2 separate regions of the Sus scrofa genome follow, and region 2 is linked to region 1. A link is a contact called in public Hi-C data. All regions are on one chromosome and are shown on one strand. Each heading gives the region's core, a stretch centred on a gene start, on an enhancer-like site or on the middle of the called end of the contact. The rest is flanking DNA. Distances are from core to core; before and after follow the strand shown. Region 1 has its middle 85 kb from the start of CTDP1. Region 2 has its middle 14 kb from the start of NFATC1.

Region 1 (3,931 bases), core at 786-3,285:
CCTCCATCTTTGTCTCTGTGGTCACAGGGCCACGCTGTGCAGCATGACCTCCTCTGAGCGAGTCCTGTTCACAGAGAAGGGTGCCTCTGGGGCCACAGGGCAGAGCCTGAACGAGTGCCTCTGGGGAGGTGACCCTCCGCCCCTTGATGGAGGTCAAAGGGCGGCCGGTGGCTTTGCTCACCTGACATCCAGTCGGTCAGACCAGCCAGCTGGTGTCCTGCTTGGGTCCTCTCACTCCCTCCACACCGGCCCTCCTCTGCCCAAGCCTCACTGGGTCAAGGTTCTACCAGCTTCAGCCTCGGCCCCTCTCTAACCTTCCCTCCTTCTCGGCACCCAGACAGAAGAGACTGACCCTTTCTTTGGTAACAAGACTCTGCACCTGTGGAGCAAAAGAAAACCCTTCCCGCTTATGCAGCAGGTGATGGAACAGAAGCATGTTCTACCTTGTGGTCTTCCTTTAAAACCCTCATTTTACCAGAGGAAGTGGACTGCAGCACAGGATTATCTTGCAAATTCCAGAAGGAGGGTGGGCCCTGCTGGCTGCCTGAGGCAGGTCCACCCAGCCAGCCTGGGGCCTGAGCCCACCCAAGGGTCACTGCAAGCGCCCGGTTTTTAGAGGGGGATGGGGGTTCCGTGCTTGAGCACTGGCTCTTCTGGGCTAGAAAGTACAGGGACATCCTTGAAACTTCTGGTCACTCAGCTGGATGCTCTCGCTCTAGGGTTAGAAGCCAACCTGGCCCCCACTGCCTGGGGCTCAGCACAACAGCTGAACACTCCCTCTTGCTTTTGTTCTGAATCCTTTTGCGCTGTGCCCTGGAAGGTGTGGTCTGTGGTCACCAGGCCCCATGCAGGTCTGCCTGCCCTCGTCCAGAGACATGTCAGCCACAAAAGAGTCCAGAAGCCTGCCTGACCGGCCACCCAGGGAAAGTCCCGCCCGAGGGCTCGCTGACCGTGGGAAGGATAGGTCTGCAGAGGGTGGCTTCCGCCTCGGCTGCTTGAGCCCCACGGCTGAGGCCGCAAAGACCCCAAACTGACTCTACAGGAAAAGCTGATCAATAGCAGGTAACCATGTTTCCCTGGTCAGTCCCCGTGGGGTACCGCCGCCCCCCGCAGAGCCCCCAGCACACCCCCGTGGCAGACCACGAGTGTCGAGGAGGCGCTGGGTCTCAACCAGGAGGAAGGGCTTCTCTGGCGCCAGCTCGGAGGAGCTGGACTGGGCGTTGCATCTGGAAGCCCTCTGCGCGTGCGTGGGTCCAGGCAGGCGGCGCTGCGTCTGTCACCGGAGGGGGGAGAGCGGTGAGCAAGGGGGGCCGTGCGGGGCGCAGGGGCCCTGCTTCCCCAGGGCTGGCGGAGGAGCTGCTTTCACGGGATTAACAGCAACACCTGGGGAGTGGAGGGAGCAAGAGGCATGGAAATTCACCGTAATTTTGCCAAAGGCCCTTTAGACTTTTGTCTCGTGACTTTAACATCAGGCCAAGGAAGTGCTGGGCCTCCCTCCGACATTTGTTGGGGCCGAGTTTCAACAGTCACACCTCGGGAGCAACCTTTAGCGGATGAGACTAGCGCCACGTGGGGCGTCGGCTCCGTGACTCAGGGGCATGGGCACCGCCCACTGAATCACCCTGTCCAGCCCTGGGAAACCCTCTTCTTCCAAGCCGACTTGGCCCGACCCATCTTCCCACGGAGACGCAGAAGCACACAGGTGCTGACTGCCTTGACTTTGGCTTCCGCGGTGAGGGCCCTGTGTCTGTTCAGACAGTCCTCCGTTATTGATTGCTGAATGAGTGCATGGATGAACAAGCTAGTAAGGGGATGGCGGCTGTGAAAAGCTGCCGTGACTGATTTGGAAGAAAGCAGGGCTGGGAGAGAGGCCCTGCTCCAGCCCCTTCCTCCGGGGGGGCGTGGCCTGTGCCGCGTGACCACGTTTTCCTGTTAACTGCGGTAAAGTTTCATGCCTGTTTCAAGTGAGGGTTGACACCCTGAACCCTGTGGCAAGTCTCCGGCGTAAACAAGAACACACTTAGGGCTTATAGCCCCAGCCTCCTCCTGTCCCTTCTGTTCCTTCAGGTGCCCTGTGGCCTCCCAGTGCTGTCCTCACTCTGTCAAACCATTCAGACAGTGTGGAGCACAGTGGCTGGCAGCTTCCCAAGGCCTGCTGCTCCCAAGAACAGCTGGGTTTCCACCGCATGCTACCTACCCCCTCCTCCTCTGTACCCACGGCAGACATCACTAATTGATCCCAGCATCCTTTCCCATTGAGCCCAGACAATCGTGAACCTGGCGCTGTAGGAACCACTGCCAGTCAATCACGTTAAGACACATGAGGTGAGGCCTCTGCCTTTCTGCCTTCCGCTAAAGGCTGGAAGATGCTGATGGTGGAATTTCAAGCCTCAGGGTTGAACATCCTACCGTCCTCACCTCCTTGAAAACGATGGCATCCGAGAGAGCTTACTTTGCCTTTGAGGACCCTGGGAAATTCCAGTTTCACTTTAATGTGTGGGTTGAAGTGGATGACTCTCCGGGTTACAATCCCTCCCCATACTTGAGTGTCTGGCACTGTGGCCTCCACACTTGGCGTGGAAAACAGAGGCCGTGAGCATGGCAGCGGCAGCCAAAAGCAGAGCAAGGCCGCTTCCCCACGTTTGCTCAGTAGTTTCATGTGTCTGACAGTTTGGCTTGAAAACCAAGGGGCTAGCCAAGTCCAAAGGCAGCGCAGGGTCCCGTTTAACTGCGAGTCCCTGACCGGCCAGGTGGACATTTCACCTTCATGGCCCTTTGGAAGGTGACGGGTTAACTTCAGAAGGCCGAGGCAGTCCCTGGACCAAGCCCACCCCTCTCTGAAAAGTTACTGCCCCAGGGCATCTAACTGAATCCTCTGTGAAATACTTTGAGGGACCCAGGAGTATTAAAACTGCTGTTTAAACCACACCTTGTTTATCTTCCTAAATGCTAAGTGGCGGGTGGAAAGCACGTTTCAGAACACTTGCTGTTCCTGCAAACACAGAGCCGTTTCTTGATTTATTCCCAGCTCCTGAATTGACAGTTCTTTTGAAGTTGCCAGGAGATGGGATCAGACGGGGGCTTCCACATTGGAGCCCTGCCACCCAGGGGCAAATGATGTCTGCTTGCCCTCCCCCTCCTCCCCCTTTTCCCCTTCTTTTTTGCTGCCAAAAGAGCTGCATTGTTTCCACTTGGTCCGAGGCTTGGGAGGCCTGGTGGCTGGAGAGAGAAGTGGGCAGAGGCCCAGAGGCCTGGACTGGGAGGCTCCTGTTGGCCTGAGATCTGGCCCAGCCCAGTCTCGGGTGTGTGCTGGGGGAGGGTGTGCTGCCTCCTTGAAGAACCTCCCCGCCTGGCTCAGGGAGTGGCCTTGGGGAGCCACGAGGTGGATCTGCAGGCAGAAGTGGGTTTCCGACCAACAGGGCCTGGCTCGGGATCTCCCTGGCCAGGGCAGCTCTGAGGCTTCCAGGGTGAGGCCTCCTCACCCCGAGGCAGCACTAATTGGGGGTAGGGGGAGGGTGGGGAGAAGCGCTGAGGGATGCTGACTGGCCAGCTCCCTGCGGGCCTGAGATGGGGCCTGGGAAGTCCCGCAGGCGGAGCTGACCAGGCATCCTCCACGCCTGTAGAGGATAATTCCCAACAATCTGGGTGCCCATGAGTGGTGACCGCCGGCAGCCAGCCATGAAAAGGGGTTGCCTGGCTCCCGAAGCCAAGAGGACACCTGGAGCAGGATGCTCAGAGACGCCAGATCCTGAAGGCTCTGTCGAGTGACTACTGGAACCAGACCTGCCTTTTCTCTGCCTGGTCAGGGCTGGACGCCACAGCTCTTCCTGCTGCCTGTGGGGCTGACAGGCTCCCCCTCTCACCCTTGACTGACCTCGGCATTCATTCCCTTCTCTCTGCAGCCTGACTTCCTAGCTTGGACAGTCAGAGT
Region 2 (3,951 bases), core at 1,425-3,924, 120 kb before region 1:
GTGAGGCAGTAGCACCTGGGGCCCCCTGGGGAAGTGACAGCAGCTCCCTGGAAGTGATACTGACAGACCGTGGGTGCATCCAGCGACCGACCCCAGCTGGGCTGTCCATTCCTGCCCCCATCAGCCACCTCTAGGCATGAAGCCCGTGGCAGGACCCTCAGCAGGGCTGAGGGCCCCTTGTGACCCAAGACTCTTCTTCCCACTGAGTGGCCGCCTCCTCCCAGCAGGGCCTCCCAGGGGACCAGGGACCTCCCCCCTCATGGGCACACATTCTGGGCCACTGATTCCACACCCGCACTGCTGGGACATTCTGACTGCCTCTGCCCACTGTCCCACCAAACACTGGTTCCCTCAGGAATTCTCATCCTTCTCTCCCCTTCTCTCCTTGGCCCCCTGACCGCACCCTCCCATCCCCAGTTTGTGATCAAATGGTAAGAAACTGAAATGGCAGCAAGAAGAAAGCAGGTGCCCTGGCCAAGCACTGATCTCCCTCGTCTGCCAAGTGGGTCCAGGTTTGGGCTCAGCTGGGGGTGGCCCAGGGCGTGAGAGACCAGGCACCCGTGTAGGCCCCACAACACAGGGGCAGGTGACAGAAAGGGGCCCGGGCTGGATCTGGAAGCAACGCTCAGAGGGGTCGGGGGGATCCCAAGTCACAGCCAGTGAGGCAAACCCTCCCTGGAGGCCCCCGCAGCCTGGACTCCCACTCTCCAGTCACCCACCCACCCCACCCTGACACCCAGCACCTGGTCCTAAGGGTCTGCAGGATGAGCTGTCCTCAGAGCCTCTAGCCCGGGGCACCCATGTGAATCAGGAAACAGGGTCACCATGGTGGGGACAGGTGGACGGGCAGGTAGACAGCCAGCTGGTGTGCCTGGTGGACACTGCAGCCATTTCAGTGACACTGCCCCTTAGGCTGGTGGGTGAGCCACTGGGCTGCAGACCCCAGCCTCCTCCCCTGCTGCCCTGACCCCCAGGCCATTGTGGGCCCCATCACACTGCCTAGGAGGGGCCGCCAAGGCTGGCTCTGGCCCACCTGGCAGCTCTGTGCCCAGCTTGAGCAGAGATTGATCTGGAGGACACTTTCATGAGGACCAAGGGTGTGAGCTCAATGTGCTGATCACACAGCAACGATGAGGGGACGAGAGACAGAAACAGAGGGACAGGGACAGGCAGAGGGACAGAGAGACAGAGGGGATAGAGAGACAAGGAGACAGAGGGAGAGAGGGACAAGGAGATGGGGACACAGGGGAGGCAACCACAGAGCTCCTTCTGACCAGGACCAGAGAATCCTGCGCTGTTTCTTAGCTTCAGCCAGGCCCTGAGCCCCTGCAGGTGCCACACTGCCTTTTGCTCCCAGGCCCAGATGATTTGTTCTCGTCCTGTGCCGTGACAGGCACTGCATCTTCTCTGAAGTGGCTCCAGCTTTGAGCTGACCGCACCCCAGGAGCAGCAGCCTGGGGCCCCACCACCCCTCCCCGCTGCATCTGCACCCCTGAGGTTAGGCTGCTGGGGCCCTGAGAGGTCTCCTCCAGGGGTGAGTCCTTGCAACCTGAGGCTGGTACAGCAACACCTACAAGGCCAGCACCAGCCAGTGTCCCCAGAGCCAAACCCAGGACCATGCACAATCCTGAAATCCACTCCAGAAGGTGGGGTCTCAGGGGAAACCTGCACTGGTGCCCAAGGCAGGGAAGGTGGAAACAACTGAAGCCCCGCCCCTGGCTGAGCAGACGAATGTGGCTCATGTCCCCAAGGGAATGTGATTCAGCCTCGAAGAGGAAGGAAATAATGACACAAACCACAACCTGGATGAACCTTGGAGACGTGACGCTGAGTGAAATAAGCCTTTGCCAAGGGACAAAGCCTGTGACCCCACGAACAGCAGGGCCTGGACACAAAAGCAGGTTCACAGAGAATGGACGGGCGGGAGCTAGTGCTTCTTAGGGCCGGGTTTCCTTCTGGGCCATTGAGAAAACCCTGGAGACGGTGGTGTAATGGCTACACACGGGGCGAGTGTGCCTGACGCCGGGACATATACATGTAAAAACAGTTAAGATCGTCAATTTTGTTATGAGTATTGACACAATTTTCAAGAAGAAAAGCACAGTGTAGGTGCTCTTGCTGTCTGGGTGCCTGGGGCGGGGGTGTTGTAGGGGGAGTCCCGTGGGCTGTGCTGGCCATCTGGCCACAGCTCCCCCTGCCCGGAGCCCCCCTACCCTCCTCCCAGGGCCCCAGCAGCCCAGGCTCTTGGGTGCGGATTTGAAACAGCATCTTCCCTGAGGGTTCATGTCCATTTATGCTTTGGCGAGATGCCACTTCCTGTTTCCAAGAAGGAAAAAAGGCCAAGCGGGCTTGTAAAAAGCCGCCTTCTGCTTGGACATCAAACGATTCAACACAACATCTCGATGAGTTAAGTGTAAATGAATCAGAAGCACATGGATTAAATTTCCCTTGAAATACACTCTGGTTTAAAAATTAATGGAAAAAGTGCCTGGCAAAACTTGTTTAGAGCTTTATTGAACCAAAAACACTTTAAAAATAGTTTGGGAAGCTCAGCAGACCCAAGCCGTGGGTAGATTCCACCTTGCTGGCTGGGGCAGAGCCCTGTGCCATAGCCTGTGCCAGAGGGCTCCTGCGCCCAGCCCCTCAGGAAAACTGCCCCGTGTGTAAAATGAAAGTCAATTAGAAGAGAAAAAGGAAGTAAGAACAGCCTCCCTGTCTAAGGCTGGTGGTGAGAATGGCTTGCCTTGGGTTGCTGCTTAATTAAACAGATTTGGAGTTCCCGTCATGGCTCAGTGGTTAACGAATCCGACTAGGAACCATGAGGTTGCGAGTTTGATCCCTGGCCTCACTCAGTGGGTTAAGGGTCCGGCATTGCAGTGAGCTGTGGTATAGGTGCAGATGTGGCTCGGATCCTACATTGCTGTGGCTCTGGTGTAGGCTGGTGGCTACAGCTCCAACTGGACCCCTAGCCTGGGAACCTCCATATGCTGTGGGTGCGGCCCTAGAAAGACAAAAAGACAAAATAAATAAATAAATAAATAAACAGATTTGCTGCTAGAAGACTCTTATTACTGTTATTATTTTGCAAAAGGGAAGTATTGCAAGTCCACAGGGGCAAACCCCAAAACAAGAGATGGAACTTATTTTCCAAGGGCCAAGGTGGTGGTCAGAGAAGATGCTGTGATGGCCAAACAGAGGAACCCAAGGACCCCTCTCCTTTGCACACCCTCTGACCTCTCAGAACTAGAGCAGAGCGCAGGACAGGCTGACATGTGGGCCTGAAGCTAGCGGGTGGGCATGAGTGGGGGAGAATCAGGTAAATGCTGAGGACCCGGCCCAGTGCAGGCCATGCCTGCCTCCCTGTGGCTCCTTTTGTATCTGCCTCTGAGCCGGTCTTTTCTGTGTTTATCCTCCTGGCCGTGTTTAGCTGCTGTCCCCTCTACCTGCGATAGCCACCCGCCTCCATGTGATTGGGAAGTCTTGAGCTGTGGCAGACCCCACATCAAAATGGACTCAGAGAAAAAGGGAAATGTCCCTTCACCCACAAGAGACACTCAGAGGTGGGCTTTCAGGTGATCAAGGCCCACAAATCTGCCACTGGATGTGGCCTTCCTTCTCAGTCTCCATGGGCCTGGCTTCCCCGGGGTGCTACAGGCTTACCCCCCACAACCCCAGTGGCTGCAGAGGCACCAGGAGGAGTCCTCAGAAAGCAGGGTGGCCTGTGCCCCACATGGAGGGGTCCCTGGGCAAAGTCACCTACACTGGAGAAGAGGGGCCTGGAGGCAATTGTCCCAATGCATCAGAGTCGCTCCCACCAGGCTGTCAGTCAAGCTCCACAGCAGGTCTTTGGAGGGAGCACTGGGTGGGCATTTCATGGGCCACAGGCATTTGAGGGAAGGAGACAGGGTAATGTGACCCAGCCTGGTATCCTGGAAGGAAATAGACATTCCC

Evidence for each region. A called contact is a pair of places that touch in the nucleus more often than the background predicts.
Region 2: a contact with region 1 is called in a Hi-C map of retroperitoneal adipose tissue, with 2.1 times the contacts expected there. The contact joins two enhancer-like sites. A contact is called at or near these places in 1 of 5 promoter capture datasets (fetal skeletal muscle) and 10 of 47 Hi-C or Micro-C datasets (adipose tissue, blood, embryonic fibroblasts and 6 more).

What each region holds. Positions count from the first base shown.
Region 1 is chr1:145,894,940-145,898,870 of Sscrofa11.1, reverse strand. No RefSeq gene overlaps it. Among named protein-coding and RNA genes, the nearest start is that of CTDP1, 85 kb to the right of the region's middle. Within about 2 kb of position 2,035, at least 30 of the 83 cell types and tissues checked have an H3K27ac peak or open chromatin away from gene starts, as enhancers often do. A contact at or near this core is called in adipose tissue and retroperitoneal adipose tissue, where this site is marked.
Region 2 is chr1:146,014,469-146,018,419 of Sscrofa11.1, reverse strand. No RefSeq gene overlaps it. Among named protein-coding and RNA genes, the nearest start is that of NFATC1, 14 kb to the right of the region's middle. Within about 2 kb of position 2,674, at least 8 of the 83 cell types and tissues checked have an H3K27ac peak or open chromatin away from gene starts, as enhancers often do. A contact at or near this core is called in adipose tissue and retroperitoneal adipose tissue, where this site is marked.